2 separate regions of the Macaca mulatta genome follow, and region 1 is linked to region 2. A link is a contact called in public Hi-C data. All regions are on one chromosome and are shown on one strand. The core of a region is the stretch at or near the end of the contact, and the rest is flanking DNA. Distances in the headings are between cores, read along the strand shown.

Region 1 (6,524 bases), core at 508-3,007, 170 kb after region 2:
CCCTGTGTCTTCCTCCAGGAGCCCCTGGCAGAGATGACAATTGCTTGCCTTAACAATAGATAAGCTACCGGAAGGCAGGGCCTGTGCCTCATTCACACACACCCACAGTGCCTGCCACATAGCTAGAGTTCAGGAGATAATTGTTGAATGAACAAATATCCTCCAGGGAGGCATACAATAAGTCTGATACAACTACTGTGTTTTCCTTCATCTTTTCTTGGCTAACCACACCAATTTCCTTCAGTTGTTTCCAATAGGAGGTTGGCATTTCTCACTGTCCTCATTGACCTCCTTTGCACTTTCTCCACGTCAACAGTGACCCATCTAAAGCTGACTACTGTGACATGAACACTGCACTTGGAGAATAGCCTGACCAGCGCTGGGCTCAGTAGAACTATCCTTTCTTCTCCCATGATGTGTCCTCACTGTCCAGGACTCTCTTCTCAGAAGCCCTTCCCCTGTACTGTTTATATGCTTAATGATACCAAGTACCCGAAGTGACCCTTCAACTGTTACGAGGCAGATAAGTAGACTCCATTAAACCTTTTCCTTCCTTCTTCCCCTCCTTCCTTTTTTCTCTCTCTCCCATTCTTCTTTCATTCTTTCTCGTCCTTCCATCCTTTCTTCCTTCCTGCCTCCTTTTCTTCCTCCCCTCCTCCCTTTCTTTCAGGTCTTTTTTTGTGGTAGGAACTGGTAAGAAAAGGAAAGGGATTCCCTAAGGTTTTAAGGAAACAACAACACAAACCAGGTTATGTTTGGTGAGGGAGCTAGGGCAAGAAACTGCGTCTTCTAATATGGAATCCAGGTAATTTATCAGTTTTTTTTTTTTTTTTTTTTTCATAGCATGACTACTGTGAGATTTCTTGTAAGAAAAAAAAAAAAAAAAAAACCAGCATCGTTGGCCTTATATATTGGATTATATTAAAGGGGATCAAGGGACAAGATGTTTGAATTTGGAGATGTCTTGGAAAATCCTGTGGTGGACACACATGTTTGCAATGTCTCTGCTGGACTCCTGAAATTGGGAAAAAAGAGACTCTGGTACTCATCATAGACTCAAAACCTGAGAAAAAGCGAGATGCGATTATTAGAGAAACCGGCATGGCACGCACAAAAATGTGTCTATTCCAGCCAGGGCTTTTTCTTTTCAGTTGTTTGTTTTGGTTAGAGATGACTTTGGGGAACTGAATGTCCCACTGGACATTCCGAGCTGCGTTGTCGGAGTCGTAGGTCACCGCTTCCAGTCAGCAGAGCCGCCGCCCCCCGGGTCCGCGACCCAGGAGCTGCGGGCGGGGCCGCGCCGGCGGGAGCGCGCGCCTCGGGCGCCGTCCGCGGGTGGAAGCAGAGGAAAGACGGCGGCCTGGGAGCGCGCGAGGCCGCCCGTGCGCGCGCCCGCCCGCCCGCCAGCCAGCCAGTCCGCGCGCCCACGCGCCCACGCACGCTCCCGCCCACCCGTAGGCCCGGGAAGTCTCGCGATGCCGTAGCCGGCTGCTCCCGCTGCGGGTGGCTCAGGCTGTTGCTGTGGTTGCCTGAGTTGCTGCTGCGGCGGCGGCAGCGGCGTCTGTGCTTGTGGAGGTGTTGGCCTCTGGGCGGATGTTGACATTGTGTTGTTGTTATTGCTGATGGTAATGGCGGCGGCGGTGGCGGCGACGGTCCCGACCCCATCTCCTCTGTAGCGGGAGCCGAGAGAGCCGACAGCGAACTCCGCGGCCTCGGAGCCGGCGGCAGCGGCGACCCCCCCTCAGCCTCCGCCGCCTCGCCCGCGGGTACCCCGGCGCCAATCCCGGGAGTCAGGCCCCTTTGGGCAGGGGCTCTCGGAGGCTCAGGATGGCGGATTTCGACGAAATCTATGAGGAAGAGGAGGACGAGGAGCGGGCCCTGGAGGAGCAGCTGCTCAAGTACTCGCCGGACCCGGTGGTCGTCCGCGGCTCCGGTCACGTCACCGTGTAAGGCCCGGAGAAGGGCGAGGGCGGGAGGTGCGGGCTGGGGTGGGCCCCGTTACTCCACGGGAGCGCGGTTTCCCCTGTGTCCGTCGGGTGTCGGTGGCCTTCGGAAAGAGTCGGCGACCAGGAAGTGAGAACTTGGCTTATTTTCATTTGTTTGGGTCTCCGAAGTGGGGACGGACGCTGTCCTTCCTCCTCCACACACCTCTTTAGCAGGCCCTACAGGCCCGGGCGATGTGACGATCCCAGTAGGCACGGGTTTTCATTAGGGTCTGTCCTGCGGGCCACCCTTCCCCTTCAGGGTGTATTGACGGGGAGCCTCCTTGTTTTCTCGCCCAGTTATCCTGTGGTTCTCTGTGCCTTTGCACCCAGTGACATGGCTCAGAGGCCAGATCTGGGTCGTGTGAGACCCCAGTGACAATTGGCAGCGAAGCTCCCTGTCGTGTCTGTTTCACACATACCCACAGTTCTCCCAGTTCTTCCACACATTTCCGCACAACTAATGCAAGTTCTTGTAGTTGTACGTGATAAAAATACATAGTTGAACACAAATTTAAGATGTGCAGAAAGAAATATGTTTACAACAACAACAAAAAACTACGTGAGGGACATACACTCTGCTCAGGTTGCTGAGGGAAAACTGTAGTCCTGAAGTTCCTCCTTGGGGCACGAACTTGGGGCTTCTTAATTTGGAAAGTCCCACTAGTAACATTAAAAGTTTGGTATTAAACAATAAGGAATGAAAGCTTTCGGAAAGACCATGACAAATAAAGGAATGTGAAGACTTGAACCAAATAATGAGCTGTCCGGAAGCAGGAAGTTTTGTAATGTTTCTCTATGAAGTCCACAGTTTTGTACCACTTGATGTTTTGATACTCTTCCGTTTTAGATCTCTTGTTCAAATCATAGATCAAACTTCCATACTTGCCAGGTATCTCTGTACTTCTTCACTTTTTCAGTAAAAGAGCCAGCAAGTCTGAAAATATCTGGAATAGTCTTCATTATATTTTGGTGAAGAGTGAGTGGGATGTGCTGTGAATAACTTAGGGAAACAGTGAGACTTCTCATACAAGTTTGTCAGCAAAATAATTGCATTTCTCATATGACCAGCTGTATTGTTGTTTGAGTATGCTTATGTAATGCTTTGATTTCTTTAGCACCTGTTAGTTTATATTCAGGTGACTTAACAGGGTAAAAACACTGCATAATTGCCATCACAGCACCATGACAAGACAGTGGAATTTATCACCACAGTAATACTTTCTAAGTGTTGTCACCAGCTTAAGAAATACAACCAAATATCATGGATGTTAAACTTTTAACATATATCACAGAATTCATAACCTGCCGTTTGATTTTATTTTGACTTTTATGACCTTTTTGCATTGTTTTAAGCCTCAGGAGTATGTGGATGCTTAAAGAAGTGATTTCCACACTTTGTCATGCCGTCTATCCCTCCTTCTACATTCCTCATATCAAAGAAAAGCTAAATCTTGTCATTTAAAAAGACGCCGCTGTAGTTGTAATGTTACCTCTGTTAAGGAGAAGAAAAACTAAGCACTTTGTTGAAAGTGGAAAATGTAATAGTGGACAAAGTGCTCAGAACCTAAGTAATCAGTAAACTTGATTGTGGTTGGCTACCTGGAGAGATTAATAGGGTAGCAAAGAATTATTAGTGATTTTCAAACTTAGCTCTCCATTAGAATCCTGGGTGACTTTAAAAAAAGACCCTTGTCTTTGCTCTACCCCAGGCCAGTTGAAGGCCAGGTACTAAGTGAGGGTCCTAGGCATGGATAGTTAAAATTATGGGTCCTAGGCATGGATAGTTAAAATTATAAATAAATAAATAATACAATCTCACAGGTGATTCTCATGTGTAGCCAAGATTGAAAAGTATTCCAGGTTATAGGGAGGGACTATCTATCATCAATAAATAGTATGCCTTTTTACATTGGGAGTTAAATCTCTGATCTTCCTCAGCAACTTTCTTCTTCTCCCATTTATCTTGGTTCTGGGCTCTGGGTTAAAATCTATCTCAGCTACTTCCTGGATAAATTGTTTATTCATGACCTTTAGTTGAGATGGGGGTAGTTACAGTCGATACCTTTTAAGATTATTAAGGATTAAATGAGATGGTACATGAAAAGAATTTATTGCCGTGTGTGGTACTATGTTCAGTAGATACTAGTTTTTATTATTCTCCTCAGATACAGTTTTACACTTTGAGAAACAGGTGTAAAACAAAGTACTAAAAAATTAGAATTGCCGTTGTCAAACATAACAGTGATTCACTTTAGTGTTATTTTTCCATTTCTAAGCAATGTGTATGTGCTTAAATTACTGTTTGAAGTATTTTGATGACAATAAGGATCTTTCTGCATTGAAAACTTAAGCCTATTTTGTGGCACATAGGTAATAATACAAAACTTTTTTTTTTTTTTTTTTAACATGGATCTGTCATGCATAATTCCCAGGCACACTAGCACTATGCCAATAGATAGCCCAGTTAGCACCTATAAAGGTTTTTAGAATTGGTGCATATGTGTTACTATGACTGTTGAGGACATTCAGTTTTTCTTGCTTTAAATATAAATGGGAGGAGCTATTAGAACAGTTGTAGTAAGACTGGCTAAATTTGTCACTGCCCCTCACACCCCCTCCCCCACCTTTTTTTTTTTTAACTGAGGTGCTGATCAGAGCAGTCTTCCCTTACCAATTTGAAAGTAATTGACCATGTAAACTGAATCATCTGTAGTCTAGATCAGTCTGGAAGGATATAGATCAATCCATATGTTTTTCACAGATGTAACTTTGAGTAGGCCTTTACAGTTGACTATTTCTGCTCTTTTTTTCTACTTTAATATATTACAATACTACTGTTTATTTTTAGAAACTATTGTATTCTCACGTGACATGATTGGCATGTCATTGTGGTGATGTGAGAAAGAAAGTTACCTTCCATTCTCTAGGTTGGTCTCTAGGCATAATCAGATTTTTGTGACATAGGATGCAACATGTCTAATTTGCCTAAAGTCTGCTTTAAAGTGGCTTTTAATACAAATATTTTCCTTTTTTAAAATACAAATGTTTTCATCCTGACCCCAAATCAGACTTATTTTTTATACTTCTCTCATGATCAGTATTCTTTTCTGACATTCTTCTGTTAAGTATAATATTTCCCTTCATTGTTAGATTTCTATGTAGCAATATGGAGAAATCTTGTGCAGAAGCATATTTTGAGGAAAGTGGTATTGGAAGGAAGGAAGATAAATGATAAATTCCTATTATTGCATAATATTTTGGTACATGTAACCTAAAATACTTACACTTACGATTCAATTAAAAGTAGATTTTCTTTTTGCTTTCGTGGTGACTTCTCATATAACTGACAATGAGGAAAAATAGTTTCTAAAAGCAACAGTAATACTGTAAAAAGACTATTAGGTAGTCTTGATCAGATTGGTTAATATTTTAAAATTATGGAGTTCCTTATGTTTCAAAATATATTTGCAAAATATGTTGATCATTTATTGAAGAGTTTCATTTTTCACAGTAATAACTCTAAAAGATGTGTCAGTCTAAAAGTTAGAATTTAAAAGTAGTTTTAGGCCAATATTTCCTAGGTAATCTATCATTATAACAGACATTATTTGCTCCCATCCCCACTTTATACCCTTGTTATATCAGAATCAAACTTGGGACTTTCCTAGAGTATGTATACTCTTTGACTTCTAACTCAAGCCCTGTCATAGAGCCAAGTTATTTTGCTGAGATTTGTTTCTAATGTTATTCCCTTGTAATTTTACTGTGTCTTCATGTACTCTCTTCTGAGGTGTAATCTTACCATCTCCACAAATAATTCCTTATCCTTCAACACCAGTTTTTATCAATGGCTGTCAGAAACCACTTTTTGCTTGTTTTCCTTCCAGATATGTTATGGAAGATTAAAGATTTAGAAATGTGACTTGAAAATGTTTGGAAAGTACATTGGGATGATTTTTGAATAAGAGACATCACAAGAACACCTTAGTGTTTATCGATTTTTCAAATGGTAGAGTTAGTAAAAAATTGTCTTGAAATGTGTCAGTATTTCGGGACTGCTACTAGATGCTGTGGTTAGCAGTAAGAGACCTGAATGTGAGTTGCCAAATTACAGAATCATTTCAATAAAACAGTTTCATTAAACTTTATAATTCCTACCTCTTTCTCCCACCCAGCATAATATTTAAGACATATTCTATTTATTTCTAAAGCTTAAGCTTTCTGTTTTCAAATTTTTGAAGGCCTCATTAATGTATCTCCACAGGATATAAAGTTCTTGCGGGCAGGGGTTGTGTTTATTGATCTTTCTTTATTCTTTAATATAGTGTCTAGAATACTGTAGTTCCTATAATATTTTCTAAATGAACGAAGTAATTGTATACATCTTTGGATTTTGTCAGAATTGCCAAATGAATCACTGTTTTCTTCTCTTTCTGCATCTCCTAACAAAGGCAAACGATATTCTGTAACTACTTATCACATTGAAAAGATAAATGCCTCCTCTGTTTTAAAAAATGGAATCTGGTAATTGTGAGGAAA
Region 2 (6,796 bases), core at 3,657-6,156:
GCGCTGGGACAGCGGGGCTTCAGGAGCCGGGAAGACGACGCTGCCGGGCCAGGCCGCAGAGACTCAGCCGGACTCGCTACTCGGGTTCTGTAAAACCCACGCTCTCGACACCTCAGCATTTCCGCCCCCTCGGGGCGGGGGACCGCCTTGGCCGCGACGCCGTTCCCGGGCTGCGCTGCCCTATCTGTCCGCGCGACACCACTGCCCCTCATAAACCAGCCTGGCGAAGGCCGCGACGGCCGCGCAGCCCGGGAACCGCGGGCGCATTAGAAACGACTGTTCCCGTTGCACAATAACGCAGGGTCGTATAACAAACAAACAGCAACAGGCCGCCCGAGGGGAAAGGGAGCTGGCGAGGGGCTGGAACGCAGAAGACGGCGCCTGTCCCCCGAGAACGCACGGGACCCATCCTCCTCCATCCTCCCCTGCTTCTCCCACATTGAACTAAAAGGACGCTCCATTCTCAATCCAAACCCAGCGACCTCGGCCCCCTCTCGTCCACCCGGCGCTTTCTGGGCCCACACAGAGCCTGCGAGGCGTCCACTGGCGGCCCGGAGGAAAGGAAAGGTGACCCAGGTTAGCCTCCGCTCCGGGCCCCCGGGGTTCCAGCGCCGCGCTCCACTGAGATCCGGGCGCCGACCGCCCGGGGCTGGGGAAAGCGGGATGCGCCCCCAGAGCCCACTAGAGGGCGCGACAGCCCCGCGAATCTTACCCGGCTCGCCGGCCCGCTAGCCCACAGCACAGGCTCCTGGTCCCCGACAGCGCTGCCGGGAGTGCTGCGCGCAGACTTCACCCGGGAGGCTCTGCGCTCGGACAGTCCAGCCCCAGCCACCGTCCGGTTTCTGACCCCGGGATCCAGAGGAACACTGCGCGGTCGGCTCGCCCTCCCGCCTCCACCACGCCCTCGGCGGCTCGGTTGTCCTGGGGTTGGTGGCGATGCCCAGCCGCTCCCGGGACCTGCGTCCGTGCGCGCCGCACTCTGTACCTCAGAGCTGCAAAGGCCGCCGCGCCCCAGGCACAAAGCTCGGCGTTTGCATTGTTTTCAACTGAGACCCGAGAGGGGGCCGGGCAGGGTGTGGGGAGAGGGGGGAGAGCGGGAAGAGAGGCCGGGCGGGTGGGGGAAAAGGGGCCGAGGGGTTTAGGGTTACAGGCGCTCGCCAGCGCCTCCTATGGGCACGAGAGCCGCCCGGCAGTGGGTAGCGGCTCACATGGAATGCTGGAGAGAGCTAGCCTGCGCCCTCTCGGCATTTAAGAACTGTTCCTGGCCCGGCGCGGTGGCTCACGCCTGTAATCCCAACACTTTGGGAGGCTGAGGTGGGCGGATCACCTGAGGTCAGGAGTTCGACACCAGCCTGGCCAACATGGTGATACCGTCTCTACTAAAAATACAAAAATTAGCCTGGCGTGGTGGCGGGCACCTGTAATCCCAGTTACTTGGGAGGCTGAGGCAGGAGAATCGCTTGAACCCGGGAGGCGGAGGTTGCAGTGAGCCGAGATCGCACCACTGCACTCCAGCCTGGGCGACAGAGTGAGACTCTGTCCAAAAAAAAAAAAGTGCCCTCTGGTGCCAGCTTGCCCGACACGCGCCTTAGCCGCCTCTGCCCCCTGACAAGTCCGCGCCCACCCGCGCTTGTAGCTACCCTTTCGCGGGGGCCAAGAAACTGCAGCAGGAGGCAGGGAAGGAGGCGCCCCAAGTCGGGGTTCCCATTATTCCCTCCTACAATCTACTTTTTCAGCCCATCCCGGGTTCGCTCACTGATCAGTTTAAAACAAAAGGAAATGCCGCCGAGCCACTTCAGCAAACGACAACCATCTGGCAGAAACTGAACTAGGGCGAAGTTGGGAGATGCCATTTGCCCCGATCCTGTATCTTGCGCCCCAGGCGAGACCGAAAGATTATCTGCCGCCCCAAGGCTGATGCTGCGGTGGACCCGGCGAGTTAGACCAGGGGGACCCTGAGACCCACACCTTTCGGTCACTGATCAGGCTTTTAGCTCTTTTCCTAGAATTGCCACTTTTCCACCAGCAACGTATAACCTGGTCGCAGCTCCCCGGAGGTCAGAGGGAGTCCTTCCCTGCGGGGTCTGCAGGAAGGCGCTGGCCACCACGTCCCCAAAATGCGTCCTGCCGCTGCGCGCCGCCCACGGTCTGTCCCCAGGAGGCACAAAATGGGCCCGCCTCGGCGCCAGACGTGTTTGCAGCTGGAAAGCCCAGCCCAATGCCCCTCCCCCTGCATCCCTCCTCAGTCCGCGTCCCGAGAGGAAACTGGCCCAGGGGCGGAGAGCTGGGAGCCTGGGCTCTCCTTCAAGTCCCTCTCGATCTACGGATTTAAACAAGAGCCAGGGCACCGGGGGCTAACGACGGGTTCATTCTTGGCGTCCCCCCACTCTCGTTCCTCCTCACTCTTGTGAACGAGGTCCAGCTGCACTTGGCTCAACCCAAAACTGTGCAAGCTCCGAAGTAGGGCCTGACCTGTGCGTCAAAGCGAGGCTGCTCGGCCTCGCGCCTGTCGGGAAGGCGAGGCAGGGCCTCCTCATAGTGAGGATTGTGGAAAGGAGGAGGCCGAGGAGAGAGGGAGAAGAGGGAGGGGATGCAATTCGGCAGTGCGGGGGTCCAGATTGACCAGATTAGGGGTCGGGGGTGGGACAGCGCGGCGGCTGGTGAGGTGCGCACGCCCGGGACCCCTTCCTCCCCTTCTGTGGCTGCGGGATGTTTGTTGGGTGAGATGCACTGCGGAGGATTGTCGTGCCTCGTTTGCCCTGGATGCCTCTCCCTGCTCCAAAAATCTGTCTAGTTCTGGTCAGGAGCGACCGCGGCGAGGCGAGTCGGTCCAAAACATTGAGCAATTCGGCCTCGGAGCCAAAAAGCCATTTCCCACACCGCCCAGCCCGGGGCTTTTCGGACGTGGGGCGGTCGGGACCTGATAGGGGTCCCATCCATGCTTGCCTCCCACCCAGGGAGATGGAGTGAGTGGCAAGTTCTTCCAGGCACTCTTTGCGCACATCCTGAGGTCTTAGCAGAACTGGGGGAGCGAAGTGCGGGACCGGCCCTCTGGCTGCAGGAGGGATGCACAACGGACAGCCGGCCTGGGCAGCAAGTCCCTCCCGACCAAGACTCGAGGCCAGGTCACCGACAGTTCCCGCACACCTGGCCCGGCCCCGGCTCCTGGCTTCCTCCCGCAACCGGACTGGGGTCGGGCCACACTCCTTGTCGCTCCGAACTGGCCGTCACCCTCTCGGAATAGAACAGCTGATCCCACATATTCAGAGTCAAACGGACGCAGCCCGCTCCCCGGACGCAGCCGGGCGGAGCTAATCGTGTATAAACCTTGTTTCCATGGGGGTAGACAGCAGAGGAAGGAGAAGTACGCACAGACGGCTCTGAACCCGGCAGGGAGAAGAATGGAGAAAAAGGGCGACTAGAGAGGACCGAGCAGCGCTGGGCGAGCGCAGACGGCAAGTGCCGTGCACCCCCGCGCGGAGAGGGGCGCCGGGTAGGGGGTGCCCAGGGCTCAGTTGCCCGGAGGGAGAATGTGGTTTACCTCCCACCTTTCTCTTACCTGCAAACAAATTTCCCCAGTTCCAAGTGGTCCCTAACTTACAAGAAGTTCGACACTTTCCTGGAGACCTTTCCTCTCTTCCTGCCTGAGGCCAGAACTGAGCGGCAGCAGAGCCCCGGGCAATGCAGAAACGGTTCCACCGAGGAGGGGGCGCAGGGAGACGGGCGGGGGCGGGGGCCACGGCGCACAATGAGGACCCCTTGGTGTGCGGTTCGAAATTCCTCAAATCCCAGTTGCTGGAATGCGAGGCGACATCGACTTCTTCACTCAGGGCCAAATGTGTTTGTCATTATTCCAGACCGCCCGCCCGCGCCGCCGCTGTCGCCCCCGCGCTAGGGCGTGCAACCCGAGCGTACAGCCGAGCAGGCACCCGCTCTCCCTAGCACCTCACTGACCCGACAAACCCCTCCAGAGCGCCCCAAACCCTTGCCCACGCCCGCGCCCCTCTGCTTGTCCCGCAGCCGCGTCACCGCTGCGCCAAATCTGGCCCGGACTCTCACCCAGAGCAGCGCCGTCCAGTAATTACGCGCATTCGACCGGCTCCATGTGCTGCAGGCCAGCACGGAGGTCCGGTCTCCAGCCGAGCCCTGCCCGCCTCCTGCGACCAGCAACCCCTTCCCGCGCCCCCCTCCGCGCTCCCCTCTCCCCACCTCCCCTGGTCCCCCAGCCGCGCTCCACACCACGGGCTGCAGCGCTGTCCCGCCAAACCGCAGGCGAGGAATGAAAACACTCATTTAAAACCTGTCGCCTTCCAGGACCCACTGCCAAGAAGAGGGCAAACACCTCTGCCTCCACCCCCAGTTCCTTGGTGTTCGGCCCAGTATTCATGAACACCACCCCCACTCCCAAAAGAAACCTCAAAAATGTAAGCCTAAACAATTTCTTTGGGAGGCCATAGGGTTGTTAGAAAAACATTGTTTTTTAAAAATAGGTCTGGAAAATGTGTGTTTAAAAAAAAATCCCTAGACTTTCTAATTCTATGGTTATCTCCCACCCATCCCCAAGTGAAGTTTATTCCGAAAAAAAAAAAAAAATTCCTCTCTGGACACACATTTGGAATCCAGCTCCATTTTTTTTTCTTGTCGCCCAAAGTTTGAAGTTACTTCCCTTTCTCCAGTCCCAGAGTCTGATCAGGGACTTCTCTTATAAACAAAAAATCATTTTTTCTTCTTCCTTACCTTCTCCTATGTTATTCCGCAATGAATGTCCCACACATGGAGTAAAGAGTGTGTCCACGGCCTCCAATGATCTGTTGTAGTCTCCTCCTCTGTTTCTCTCCCTGTAGCTCCAACAGTAACGGGCTCAAAAACCGCGTTTTGTAATTGATTCAATGTTATAGTCCATCCTTCTAAAACTAATCATTTGCTCTAAGTAAATAGCTGTCAGGAAATAAGCCCCCCCCCGAACCTTGGTCTCTTCAAAATAAAAGTTTCGCTCAAACTCCCCTGCGCTCTGAAGCTCCCAGTCTCCAGATTGCGCCTTCGCTTTTTGCTCTTACGCAATCAGGGGGTCCAGTCCCAACCCCCAGACTTCGACAACAACTGGGGGGGCGGGGAGAAGCCGACCAGATGGGATGGGGGGGTGGAAGGGGGAGGTGTTGGTGCTCTGCCGGGAAAGCGGTTTTGTGAAACTACAAACAGCCCATCATTTCCAGAATGAGTTTGCCTCCCCATTTTGGGGTTATTTTCTTAGACTGCTATAGTTTTGTGTTCTCTTTGAAAACAAGAAAAGGAACATACAAAATTGCATTTAATACCCAGAGAGAATATAAATCTAGAATCAAGAAACGTCCCTTCTACAAACTCGGCCCAACTAGAAATAGGGCCCTCGGGAGAAATCTCCAAGCGGTTGCGCGGTTTTGAACTAAGGGTCTTTTAGGGGAAGGGCTAAGGGCTATATAGTTGCTAGTTCTTTAACGGGATTAGGCAAACTGTTGAGTCCAATATGACAACGATGAGTTTTTGTTTTGTGTGTGGGGTGGGTGTGTGTGTGTGTGTGTGTGCAAGACTGGGTGGAGTCTGAAATAGGGTACAAAGAAAAGAGGGTCTGTGTAGGTTTGGAACATTCTCCGATAGAACGACCTTTACTCCCTTTAAGTCACTTATCTGGTCGTGCCTTTGTTTTGGGGGTTATCTGGGCGAGGTTGCCCTGGCTTCTAACTCGCATACAAAAAAGTTCAAGCTTGGGCGTTTGGGGAATCGTCCCGCCGCCTCCGCATCGTGGGAGAGGGTGCCTTTTGATTCTCCCTCCGTTCCCTCCCGCCGAGTGGGTCGAACCCTACGAATGCTTCGGAGTTGACAGCTGAGCCCCAAACCCTGCGCCCAAGGCGCGAGGCCAGTGTCGGGAGGAAACGATCCTGCCGGCGAGGGAAAGGGGGCGCTGATGCTCCAGAAACCAGACCTGGGCAGAGTGGGGCTTCCCAGCGACAGCGGGGGATGGGAGCGCGTTCACCTTTCTCGCTCTCTGATTTTTGAATTCTCTTGTTGGGGTTGGGGGTCATCCTTCATCCTTCTCCCTCAACCCCACCCCCACACAAGCACTCTGAAAATGGCCAAGGTGGCCAGGTTGGGACTGGCACGTCCAACAGCCGTCTCCTCCTTCACCAGGAGTGGACACAGTGCAGTGGACAGAGGAGAGTCACAGAGAAGTACTCCAACGGGCGCGGTGCTGTGTCTAATTAGGACAGGATCTTGGGGTATCAGCCTCGGAAATAGGGCGCCTGGGGCTGCGCTGGGGGCCCCATTGCCCCAGCTCTTCTACGCGACCTGCTCTCGTGCATCTTCAGCTCGGGTGACTGCACAGCTCGCTATTACTTCCACATGTTCCTTCAGGAAATCATTGAAGGCAAATATATGAACAGCCCCTTGTTCGGAATGCTAACAGGATACCGTAATGTTTGTAGAAAATGAGCGGGACAAACGATTCCCCCCAAAAATCAGAGTGCGGAATAAAAGGCAAACGCGGCTGCTGGGCTTCTTGCTGTTAAGTTGAGAACTGGGTTTTTAGGCGAGTTGCCCCAGAGGGTAGGACGCGAGACAGAGAGCCTACCCAGAAGGACTGCTTTGTTTCGGCGACACTGCTAGCCCGGTCAAGCCAGGGTCTTCCGTCCGCAGGGCCCCAGCGCTCTCCGCCCACAAATGGTAACTTCACAGTTCATTTCAGAGCAGTTTAATGGGGCCCGAAAAGCAGCCCGGGCGGGAGTGGCTCCAGGCAGCGACTCCTCAGGAGTTTAAAGCA

The links. A called contact is a pair of places that touch in the nucleus more often than the background predicts.
Region 1: a contact with region 2 is called in a Hi-C map of blood, with 2.6 times the contacts expected there. The contact joins the promoter of CHIC2 here to the promoter of PDGFRA in region 2. A contact is called at or near these places in 2 of 14 Hi-C or Micro-C datasets (blood and fibroblasts).

The regions. Positions count from the first base shown.
Region 1 is chr5:79,436,461-79,442,984 of T2T-MMU8v2.0, forward strand. CHIC2 (cysteine rich hydrophobic domain 2) reads left to right here and starts at 1,758. Exons shown (of 6, transcript NM_001257545.1): 1 at 1,758-1,946. The coding sequence starts at 1,828.
Region 2 is chr5:79,261,577-79,268,372 of T2T-MMU8v2.0, forward strand. PDGFRA (platelet derived growth factor receptor alpha) reads right to left here and starts at 4,907. Exons shown (of 23, transcript XM_015138691.3): 1 at 4,738-4,907.